Linked DNA regions of Zea mays: regions 2, 3 and 4 are each linked to region 1. A link is a contact called in public Hi-C data. All regions are on one chromosome and are shown on one strand. The core of a region is the stretch at or near the end of the contact, and the rest is flanking DNA. Distances in the headings are between cores, read along the strand shown. Region 1 holds the start of LOC109623449. Region 2 holds the start of LOC100278947. Region 3 holds the start of LOC103638764. Region 4 holds the start of LOC100281081 (potassium transporter 10).

Evidence for each region. Hi-C and Micro-C count contacts between places; a contact is called where the count stands out from the background.
Region 2: a contact with region 1 is called in a Hi-C map of ear, with 4 times the contacts expected there. The contact joins the promoter of LOC100278947 here to the promoter of LOC109623449 in region 1. A contact is called at or near these places in 12 of 25 Hi-C or Micro-C datasets (bundle sheath, ear, leaf and 3 more).
Region 3: a contact with region 1 is called in a Hi-C map of bundle sheath, with 2.3 times the contacts expected there. The contact joins the promoter of LOC103638764 here to the promoter of LOC109623449 in region 1. A contact is called at or near these places in 5 of 25 Hi-C or Micro-C datasets (bundle sheath, ear, leaf and 1 more).
Region 4: a Hi-C map of ear shows a contact between it and region 1, with 4 times the contacts expected there. The contact joins the promoter of LOC100281081 here to the promoter of LOC109623449 in region 1. A contact is called at or near these places in 17 of 25 Hi-C or Micro-C datasets (bundle sheath, ear, endosperm and 6 more) and 2 of 3 datasets of contacts at active chromatin or transcription factors (leaf and seedling).

Annotation. Positions count from the first base shown.
Region 1 is chr9:103,786,655-103,789,749 of Zm-B73-REFERENCE-NAM-5.0, reverse strand. LOC109623449 reads right to left here and starts at 1,779. Exons shown (of 7, transcript NM_001348467.1): 1 at 1,477-1,779.
Region 2 is chr9:103,652,953-103,655,735 of Zm-B73-REFERENCE-NAM-5.0, reverse strand. It overlaps LOC100278947, which reads left to right and starts at 1,409. Exons shown (of 1, transcript NM_001364508.1): 1 at 1,409-2,002. The coding sequence starts at 1,553. The coding sequence ends at 1,750.
Region 3 is chr9:103,576,686-103,579,693 of Zm-B73-REFERENCE-NAM-5.0, reverse strand. It overlaps LOC103638764, which reads right to left and starts at 1,350. Exons shown (of 3, transcript XM_008661583.4): 1 at 990-1,350.
Region 4 is chr9:103,979,863-103,982,745 of Zm-B73-REFERENCE-NAM-5.0, reverse strand. It overlaps LOC100281081 (potassium transporter 10), which reads right to left and starts at 1,498. Exons shown (of 9, transcript NM_001154000.2): 1 at 1,236-1,498; 2 at 501-1,050; 3 at 321-374. The coding sequence starts at 1,310.

The DNA of each region.
Region 1 (3,095 bases), core at 530-3,029:
TGACGGAGCACAAATGAAAAGCGAGGTATGGAAATGAAAAGCAAGGTATGGCAGTGGAGAACTGTAGATGCCAGGTAATGCAGGCGTCGTCGTGTAGGGTTGCGGAGCTGCGCACGACTTTGAGGTAGGGTGGGGCGCGAGGCATGAGCGCTATGGGTCTAGGCTATAGAGCAGTGTGAGTGCAGAACTGTCGATGGAGACTTGTGGCGCGTCTGTGGCAAGGATATGAAGAGTGAGACATCGGATGGGAGGTGGGGTGAGTTGGACATAAAGGCCTTGAGTGCAAGGCACTAAGGCAGTAAATCGACGAGTGCTCGCACTAGAAGGGCATGAAGAGGAGGTCAGCGGACGACGCCATGGAAGAGTGAGGAGACGCGCTTCATCGACAGCTTCGCCTTGCCATCTCACTCTCGACCTTGGTGTTCTCTGTCCACTACTGTCTGAGCCTGAAGCACCGGTTCCTCACGATGGAGGATGGAGTAAGGTATGGCGAGCATCATAGCTCGGCATACCGAGCGCTCCGCCACTGATAATGCCCTTCCATAGCCCAACTCAGCCATATACTCACCTTTAGCTCCCAAACATGTGTGAGATTCAACCCGGTCCATTTTGAATATAATAATTCTCAAAAACATGTCGGCCAGCTTTCAATGCCTGGCCTAGCTACGACCCAACCACTTATTCATGAAGTATCCAACTATACCCGATCAGGAACTAAAAAATGGTCCCCTCCGCGACTTTGGTGTAGCATTTGAAGCCGTCATACTCCAACCCAGAGGTGAAAGAACCTAAACATGCTTCTGAAACCGTAAAAAAAAGAACTTTTATGCAATCATGGGTGCATCCATGGTTCCTGACCTTCGTGTTATATCCGATACTCCCCAACTATCCGAAGAAACAGACAATACTTTGTTTTTCGAAGAACTAGTACTAAAATGTTATAGTCAGACTATCTTCAGTAGCTTATCCATATCTATATCTATATCTATATCTATATTTAAACTTTATTCTGCGAATAATACAATCTACAGAATAAAACGGTATTCAGGGTAAACTTCAGCTGAACCGATGTAGTCGGCCTCGGAGTCAGATGCGTTGAACAGCTAGATATGGTACACTGGTTGCTGGGACGGGTAATGGTCAACAACCAGCCTCCAAAACCAAAACGATAACGTACTATAGTCCCTGGAGATCTGCGCTGGCAGAAAGAAAGCTAAAAAAATAAAAAATTGCGAGGGCACAAGCTTCTAGTTCTAGCCTGCCAAGCTCAACCTGACCGAGCGGAGAGGTTCTTAATCCTCCTATTCCTATCTTAGCGACGACGACGGACGACCCATCCAAAGAACTACGTGGAGAGATTTATGAGGTCGACAAGCTATAAGGCTATAATAACTAGCTAGGTAGGTAGGATCGGAGTCGGAGAAAACAAGCCAAGGAGTCGGCGGTGGGGATGGCGAAGCGGGTGTGTGGGCGCACCTTGGGAGAGAGCAGTACGAAGGGTGGCGGCGGCGGCGGCGTCGGCGGCCATTCTCTCTTGCTGCCGACTCCGGGCTCCTGGAGAAGTGAGTGCCTTCCTGCCTGCCTCTGTCCGCCTCCTTGGAGCAGCAGGTGATAGATAGATATAGTTCACGGAGCGGAGCGCGCGGGCGGGCGGGCAGGCTCAGTTTTTTTTATGCGAATGGCGTAATGGTAGTTACCCTTTATTCAGAGGTTGTTTGGGGACAGGGCAAGGAGACAGAGGAGTCCCGACCCGAGGATGAAGAGATCAGAGGTGGACACAGCGATCCAGTTCGAGTGACCACCGAGGCCCGAGCAGCATGTCCACGTCGCGGATCCCCTCCCCCTCAGCTGCGGCCTGCGGAGCTGCCCCGCGCCTTCGTTCGCCCTTCGCTTTCTCAATGGCCGAGCGCAACCGCACGCACAGGCACGGCGGCGGCGGCTGCCGGCCGCGGGCACTCACTCTCGTAACGGGTGACGTTACCTTCTGCGACTTGTGGGAGCACAAGGAGAGAAAAACGTTCATTGTTGTACGCGCGTGCGTCTATAGTTGTAGTACTATAGAACAGAGGAAAAGGTTGCGGAGAAGCGCCGCCTGCGCGCCGGACTAAATGTTTATGGCTTTGGTTCGTGATCAGTTCAGTTCGATTTGGATCGACTTGTTTAAATTTTTTATGAGCTGAGTTATAAATCTATTTTGGTTGGTTAACGAGCTAGATCGGTTTGTTAACGAACCGGCTCGTGAGATAAACGAGATATCACGAACCGCTGGAGATCTTGAATATTGGAATAGGGACAGCTGGAGGTACTCTCACGCCGTTTCGAAACACAGCGGAGCGATGTGCATGTGTCTGTCTGTGTCCACAGGAATGAAGTGCACCGCGTGGCGTGGGCGCGTGGCAACCGCGGAGAGCGCTCCCTCGAATTAAAATAACATGGAAGGGAATGAAGTGCGACAGGTTGTAGGTTGGGCGTTGAATTTTGCTGCTCAGCAGGGTCATCACGTGTGGACCGCCGGTCAGTGGATGGTGCGAGGTCACGTCGACCAAGGAAGGATTCAAGCACGACGAGGCCACAGACGGATTCGTTTCTCGCCGGGAAATCACCGAATTTCGGTGAAGATTAAAGATTTCCCGAATTTCTGTGAACTTTTCTGTTTTTGCTGCAGAACGAGATGCGAATTTCGGTCCGTTTTTTATGGATTTCGGTTTCAAATTCAAAAATATAATTTTGTGGGCTGATTGGTTCGCTTGGTGAGGCGTTTGGCTGATTGGTTGAGTCTAAATGAAGCTTGGCCTTAGATGATATATATAGTTTATATAATATAAGCCTAGAACTTTCAATATCTAATGTAAACCTAAGTCATACGTGACATCCGGTTGAGCCGAACTAGGTTCGGGTGTTTATAAAAAGATCCAGACCTATAGGGATTAGGGTTTAGGGGTTTGGAGGTGGTTGTAACCGCGTGAGGTGCGAGTGGTGGCGAGCGACGGCCGGACGTCGACGACGACTTCCTGCGGCGCGAGACGTGAGCGGCGGTCCCAAGCGACATCGGCGCTCCCAAGCGACATCGGCGAGCGGCGGCCGTGACTGCCTGA
Region 2 (2,783 bases), core at 160-2,659, 130 kb after region 1:
AATCGGTTATTTTCTCATCGGTTGCTTGAGAAGACTTCATGTGAATTGCTCAATAGGAAAAGCCAGATATCTCCGTCTTCCGAGTGTTTTGGTGCATATGCTACAATTACAATAGACGTCTACACCTAGAGAAGTTTCAAAGAAGATGCATGTGATATTGGTTTCTTACTTAGCTACTCATCAAAGTCCAAAGCATATCTAGTATTCAACCGTGCATGCCACGGTTTGGTAGAAGAAACATATCGAGTATTCAACTTGCACTTTGCAGTGATGGGATTATTAGCGGCAGCTTTTTTCAGGAAGTTTTGTTCTTCTTTTGACCGGTCCTACTACCAAACTGCTGTACATCGTCCATGATCATCGTTCTTAATTCTTATCTTCGTTGTTAATCCTTATCTCACTTGCATTGACCTAAATGCGTCTAGCTTGTTGCTGTGGGAGACATGTGCGATAATTACGCGTGCTGAAAGGTAAGAAGAACAAGCACCAATTCGCTGCGACGACTATATATACCGTCCCTAAACGGTAAGGAATAAGAGAGTTAAGTGAATGGTGTTCTTTGTCTCTCTTTCAGGCAATAGGTTTGCTCAATACAAGCCGTACACTCTAACGAGGTAGCCTAAGCTGCGAAGGAAAGTCGTGCAAATCTGTCTACACTTGTAAATACTAACCGCTTTACAGAAAAGGTCGATCGATAATATCACAAACAGTGAATAGTAGTGCGATCTCTCACCACAAGTAGTAGGTAGACCAAATCTTGATGAACGTATATTTACTAATTATTTTTACTCCGGTTTTTTATTTGTCACGTTTTAGTTTAAAATGAACTAGCGAGTGTGAGAAATATTCGAGAACGAAGGTAGTATAAAAAAATGCTGAAATGACCGCACGTATTAGTGACTCCGAGATGCCGGCTTATCGTCGCCACAAACTTTTATTTGCTATCTGAGCACTCGTCTAGCTATTCCTTATCTCAACTGCATGATGTCATAAAAGATTAACAAATGCTCTATGCAGTACCTTAAAACCAGTAGCTATAGCTAGCTAGCTAGCTTGGGTGATCGTGTGAATATATGGAAAGCCCATTTGCCTTCAATTATTACCATAATATATTCATGACAATTAAGCCATCTAGCACTCGGTTCAATGTTCGCAGAGCAAAACTACCTGTTGCAGCGGTTCATCCACGAAGATAGCTGCAGTGCAGGAGTCTGAAGAAAGAATCTGCAGTCAGCTCAGGTCACCGTGTGAAGACTGAAGAGTCTATTCGTCGTCTCGTCCCGACGTGCACAACGCGTGGCCCGCTCGATGAGCCGTCGGATGCCGCCGCAGAAATGATCTCCTGGCCCCGCTGCGCGCACCCTCCGCTATAAATTGGGGAGGACCCGGCGGCCCTCGGAACACAACTACTGAACTAGCTAGCAGCAGCAGCAGTTTCCTAGTGAGCTTAGTGCGTCCAGTGCCTGACAACTGTCGTCTGTGCTGTGCTCCGAGAGAAGCTTAGAGCGCCAGCAGGCAAGAAGAAGCTTCGGGGTCATCGGTCGCCGCCGGAATGGGAGCCAGCCTGTCTTGCTTCGGCGGGTCAGAAGGCGGGTACTACGCCGACGAGCCGGGGTACGAGCAGCCGCGGCGGTCGTCCAGGAAGGTGCGGCCGAGCGACGAGGACGGCCTGTGGTACGTAGGCGAGCGCGACGTCGACATGAAGGCGTCGGCGTTCATCGCCAGGTTCCATGCCACCGCCTCGAGCTAGGCCCTGCAGGAGTGTCCATGTGCACGGCGCCGATCATATACCACCATGTGAAATCTTTAGTCTATCTGTGTCTCTCGAGCCTGCTCATGCCTCTGCTCGAGATAATCTCTCTAGTCACTAGCGCTTCCTTCTTCCTTCTTCCCCGACTGATGGTTAGCTTAGTTCGCTTCATTTTCCGTTAATTACTACTGTACGTGCTTGACACTATACTTAAGCCCCATGCATGTCAATATATCCATCTACTTACTCTCTCAAATATCGTCTGTAACTATGTAAGGATGTGTACATCTGTTCCTCCGTCCTAAATAAAGGCAATGCTGGACGAGCTTTTAGGTGTATATATATATGCATGTGGACAAGAAGTTTGGTTTTCAAAACGAAATGCTTAGCTAGTTTTCTTTTTGGCGAATTCAGAAAGATTTGTTGAAAATTGAGGAACTATCGCAACGCTAAGAGGGTGTTTGATTTTTATGGACTAATTTTTAGTCACCTCATTTTATTCCATTTTTTGTCACTCCGCAAATCTAATCTGCTGTCTCCCAGCAGTTTTGCCGAAGCAAATGTTTACCCATTTTTGTGCTTTGTTTTTTTCCCCATTTTTTTCTCCTAAATGATGAGGGGATACTTATACAGTGATGGGCTGATCAAGAAACTGGCAATCTTATATGAAGAGATGGACTGTTGATTATACTCGTGTACCTACTTGTTTTGATCAACGAAAAACTACAGTCTCCTAGTCTTCAACAGTTTGACTTGTATATATGCTGGATAAATCAATCATATCCAGTTTAAATTTGCAGATAGTATCGTCTATAACTTGATCATTCAAGGCTTCATCGGTCACAACATGATGTTTGTTTTTAACTGAACTAATTTTTAATTTGCACTTCACCATTAAAACCTAGAATGATCACAACAGCATGATGTTTGTTTAACTGAAGTAATAAAAAAATCGATTACCACTAGTGTGAACAAAATAAAACGGTTTCTTGCTTGGCTATCCAATTACACTCAAGAATCCGAGAGATGGAAA
Region 3 (3,008 bases), core at 101-2,600, 210 kb after region 1:
AATGAACTAAAAACACTGTGGGGGGCTATGTGAAGTTGTGAACATTGTCCATAGGTGAGGGGAGTAATTTGTACTTTTTCCATTAATAATTTTAAAGTGATAACAAACATCTCCAATGGTTAAATGCAATGTTTAATAACAACCCAAACATCAGTAGTTCAGCAGTTCAGCTTCATAAATAGTTGTAGAAATATAGGATTTCATGTGCAAACAGAAGGTACTGCCCCTATGGAAATGACTAGATATCTAAGGTGTGATTGGTTTCATGCATGCAGTCAGAACAGGCTGGTTGGATGCAGCATGCAGGAGGTAGATGTTTGGTTCGACGGACGTCCACATGGGCAAGGATTTGTGGGTGCAAATTAGGCCAAGAAATGAAATGGGATTTTGTTTCTGGGGAGCCTAGCTCACGCAGTGCACGTCACATGTCTGCTGCTCTCTTGGCGCCTGCACAAGGCGAGTAGGGAGAGACCAACCAATCAAGCTATGCGATGAGATGGTATGGATGGAAACATGAACCAAAGAAGGTGCTCCTACATGCAGAGACCCTGGCTGCCACATGTCAGCCTGGCTACCTAGAAAGTAGAAACCAGAACTAATCACGCCCCTAGTGAGCGGACTGAATGGCAAAACTAGTAACTGGAGGATTCCAGGCTTTCCTCTGCCACAAGCAAACTTGAAATAAACTCGGTGTGGGAATAATAGCGATGTTTTGATTCATGTGCATTTTAAACATATCTTCCAGGATGAAATACAAGTGAAGAATTGAACTTGTTGCTTCTTTTCTCAAGGAGGCGCTCAGTGTACCATGATACATTACTTTGAGAAAGCAAGCGGCAGATAAGCGGGCACAGAAAAACCTAATCGAAGTTCTGGTTTTCAGTAGTACGGATCCGTGTGGCCGACTAGGATTAATGAAGCCGAATTCAAGAAGTCACGGACAAACCCCAGGAAGCACTTGACTCCCACAGAACAGGTGTATCGATTACCTGGGTCGCGGCGGGATCTGCTGGTCGAAAGCGCGGGGATCCTACCCTCTGGTGTCAGCGGCACGAAGGGAGGACACCCGGCAGCGGAACCGGCGGTAGGCGCCAAGCGTAGGCTCAACTACGACGAGAAGCTGCTCGACGCGCGCGAGCGGTGGGGGCGTGGCCAGCAACGGGGCTCCCGGTTCCGGCCGCCGCTGGTCTGACTCGGGGATAAGGCGGTCATGTGCCCGGGTGCGGCTTCCGATCTAGGGTTTGCGTGCGGGGTCCACGCGTCACACGCATCCCGCATTCCCCAATCCCCATCTCATCTCTCTCTTCTTTATCTATACTATTTGTACTGTCTATTAAGTCAATAATGTACACGGTTATTGTGCCTCCGTTAGGTTTAAAAACGGACGGATCAAATCCCACCCGACCTGTGGGGACAGATATCCCCGGGTCCACTAGAAGGCGAAAGGCCCTCGCGTGGGGCATCGGGCCAGTTACCTCGCAAGGCCATCCCTTCATGGGCAGGACAAAAACTACTAGCGTAATGGGCCGACATGAGAAGGTGACAGACACAGACTCAAGCTCAGGCATCCCGTCAAATCATGTGTTATCCAAAGATACCGTCCGACTTTCCCACGCGTGGCGCCCACAAATGTCGGCGCGGATTAGGGATGAATCGGCGATGTTTTCGGAAGAACAGTTCAGTCGGTTCACTATTATTTAGGAAATATGTGATCATGATGTAAGTATGGAGTGCCCTACGGTCGTGTATATAAGGCGCAGAGGGTACCACATCATTTTCATTCCCATCTACCTATCTCATTAGCTTCTCTCCATCCAGGAGACATCGCTTGTAACCCACCACATATAGATCCACACCAGGAAGTAGGGTATTACGCCTCTCCAAGCGGCCCGAATCTGCAGAAAATTGTTTGTCTCTCTCTTTCGTGCATCCAGCAAGAACCATTGAGTTACACTCAACAGCACTTTCCTACCCAAAAGCACCACAAGGGTAACCCTAGGTGTGTGGTCGGGCTCTAAACACCGACAGCTGGCGCGCCGGGTAGGGGGGTGTCGTTGATCCAAGCTAGCTCAATGGCCATCACCTCCAAGTGCAAGATCGCCCTTCGTCCCGAGACTATGTTCTGCTTTGGAACCATCTCATCCGTAGTAGATGAAGAGGAAACTCTGCACCGCATAGCAGATCCGCCGGAGAAGAAGCTTTCCTCGGAAATCCCGAGGAGAGCCAGAGCAGAATAGCGGGTGGTGCCACCACCCACATCTCAAGCGAAGATGACCTCTTACAAACCGAAGGCCGGAGCTCACCTACCCGAAAAACTCTGATGTCCACCTCGCCCACAAAGGAGTGGACACGGATCACTCGAAAGAAGGAAGCAAACATTCTGAGTTAGGGGACGAGAGCACGCTGAGCCGTCTTTCCGACACCTTCACCCTCAAAGGAGGACGGAAAGAAGAGCGCCATCGCGACGACTCCTTTCTACCCCGACGTCCTCTTCATCGGGGGAGATTAGAGTCATCACCCATCTCCGACGATGAGTCTACCATGCAAGGGGAAGAACCTACCCAGCGTGAAGCACGACAACGGAGGAACAGACGCCGGAACGTGCGACGACATTACGAAGCTAAGGAACGGGATCCAGCGCAGCCCGTATCCCGGGACGAAGCCTCAGAAGTAGGAGAATCTCCCAACGAGCGAGTACACCGGGAAAGGCGAAACTCTTGCCGCTGCGATCGTCGACAAGCTCAGGACCGAGAACGAGAGCAAGCCGAGCAAGGTGCAAGGCTGCGCCGAGAGAACCCTCTCTTTGCTCGGAACCTATACTCTGACTTCGCCCGTGCAATGGACACGCCGAGTGAAGTCGGAGGACTGCTGGCCTAGATAGCTGACGGCCTCCCGCGAACCCCACACGCGGAAGGCTACCGGCGGCTGCTTACTCGAACAGCTAATCACCTTCTGCCCATCGCTCATCCCCCGAGCGACCTACTCCACGCCATCAACAGTCGACGAGA
Region 4 (2,883 bases), core at 249-2,748, 190 kb before region 1:
GATTGTGTTCAACAGTTCACACCCTGCCATTACAACTTCTGCGAACCAAATTGTTCAGTTACATGGCATCTGATTTGACCACCTTTTCCTATGAGAAACTCCAAATACCACAAATCCACTCTTGCACACATCTCACAGTTAAGAAGTCGCTGAAACCAAGTCCGGAACACAATTGTATGATTGCATCAGGAAACTTTAAGGTGGACCCTGATGCATTTAACTAACAACTTGAATCGATGAACAGTACCTATAAAGCTACAAAGACAAATCTAGACTCAACAAATACAAAATCAATAGGAGGGCGATGATTGGATCCTTACACTTATGATGTTCCTTCTCCATGGACAGCTCCAGCCCGGAAACTGCAGAGAACACTGCAACAGCAGAGCAGCATGTCAGAATCAGAACTACACAGCACAGCAACACAGCCCAAACAAGTCGAGAGCAGCGGAGCCCATCAGCCATCAGGCAAGGCGAAAGGCGTTCGTTGACTCACTCACCGGAGATGGCCGGCGTGAGCACACCGTCGCCGATCACCATGCAGGTGCCCACCAGCGCCAGCACGAGCAGCACACGCTGCAGCACCTTGTGCCGCTCCAGCAGCCTCCTGACGCTGGCAGCAGCGCCCCCGCCCAGCGTCACTGCATTGCCGTTCTGCGCCGTAGCCTTCTTGGTGCCACCGTCGGCTCCGTCCAAGAACTGGTCCTCGTCCCCGGCGGCGGTTCGTCCTGGCGGGAGGAGCGCGGCGCGCGCGTGGCGGCAGAGGAGGGAGTAGAGCGCGAAGGTGCCTCCTTCGCCGTGGTCGTCGGCGCGGAGGACGACGCAGACGTACTTGAGGAGCGGGACGAGCGTGAGCGTCCAGAAGACGAAGGAGAGCACGCCGAGGATCTCCTCGTTGCTCTCCGTGTGCTGGATGTCCTCCGCGAACGCCGCCTTGTACACGTACAGCGGCGACGTGCTGAGGTCGCCGTAAACCACGCCAAGGCTCTGGTACGCCAGGCTCAGCGTCATCCGCCATGGCACCCCGTTCCGTCCTCCCCGCTTCTCCTCCTGCGGGCACAGCACAGCCACACAAACAAAAGAAATCAGCACATTTCAGGACCGGAACCCTCCAAGATCGCAAGAAAACCGACGGACAAGGGCATTCTGAGATTCAGGAGCCACGGCGACGGCGAACAAGAGCCGCCCGACAAGATTGGACCTTCGAAACACCAGGCAACCCCGGTCCACCATACCTCGTCATCGGGAGGAGTGCCCGGCAGCGGCGGCGATGGCGGCGCCTCGGGATCCATGACAGGAGGGCTCTTCATCGCGGCCTCCACCGCCCGGTAACTCCGGTCTGCTCTTGTAACCGAAGAGAAGAAGAGAGACACTTGAGGACTAGTGGGGAAGTTGGGATTAGGTGAAGGTGACGGCGTCGCACAGCGGCCTCACCCCGGTTCTTGGTTTCTCGGGCGTTAGGAATTTGAGCAGGAGGCGTGACAGGATGTGATTCGGTGAGTATATTTGAAGGCCCTGAGGTTTTTAAGGTGGTCAAAGCAACAAAACAGGGGCAAGCTACATTGGCGTGAGGGACAACCAGAAACCGCAGGGGCCAGGCCGCCAGGGGACGGAGGAAGCGGAAGGAAGGAGACGAGAAGTGGAGAACGCGGGAGAGAGAAATAGAGAATATAGGGGTGGCGAGTGGGACACAAAGGGCTAGTCCAAAAACCGGAGATAATTAGAGAGAATAAAATCTCTTTTTTAAGGTTAGTTTGACCATTTTATTTTTCTAAAGAATTTTTATTTTTAAAAATAAATTAGTTTATTTTTATTTTTAAAAATAAATTAGTTTATTTTTATTTTAATAAAATAAAAATCTCTTAAAAATAGGATTATCAAATTAGTTTTTATTTAAAATTAAATAAGCAGTAGATTTTAGCATCACCAATCTCGTTTGATTCTCTAGCTTCCCAACTACTCCGAAGAGAAGAGACGAAGGGATCATAAAAAAGAAGCGGAGAAAGTGGCGCTTTTCCCTTTTGCCAAAGGGCGTGTCTGGTTGCTTGGTGTGGCCCTCACGTCCTTATGCCAGAAGTCTTCTAAAATCTTACTCTGGTCTAATGAAAACTATTTAGATTTTCTCTTCTAAACTTTCAAGCTCTAATAATTATAAAGTGATTCTATCTCTAAAAGTTTTAAAGCACTTTAGTTTAGTTTTTAAGCTCTCTAATATAAGATAGACTAAAAATAAGAGGAAAATTTAGAGTTTAATGGGTACTAATTTTTAGTCCCTCTACTTTATTATATTTTTATCTTTAAATTGCCAAATAAGTAAACTAAAACTCTATTTTAATTTTCATATTTAGCAATTTAGGAACTAAAATATAATAAAATGTAGAGGTTAAAAATTAGTCCTTATAAACCAAACATCCCCTTAGATTGTTTGTATAGAGCTTTAATTAAAAACTTAAGTTTCGATTAGATAATATAAACAGACTTTAAATTACCATTTATCGGGCTATTTGCATAAAATTGGTTTCTATATCTTTTTGCTCTCTGATAGTTTTATATATCTTATTGTACTTTTCGTGTACTTTAGAGGATCATTTTTTTATTCTTGACAGGCACAGATCTGAAATAAAAGGCCAGTATATTTCGATAACCAAATAAAACTGTTAGAGAATATTTTTTTCACACAAATCTCTATTCATATCAATTATTCAAAAAGGATATAAAGAGTGGCTTGTAGTTGCTCTCATCTCTATCATTGCAAATACTGGATACCCCATCCTATACGTTATTATAGGTAACATTTATTATCTAAAACAGATGATAGCACCTTTAGATATAATATACAAAATAATAAAGAAGTGAAAATTATATAGTCAAGAAAAACCGTTT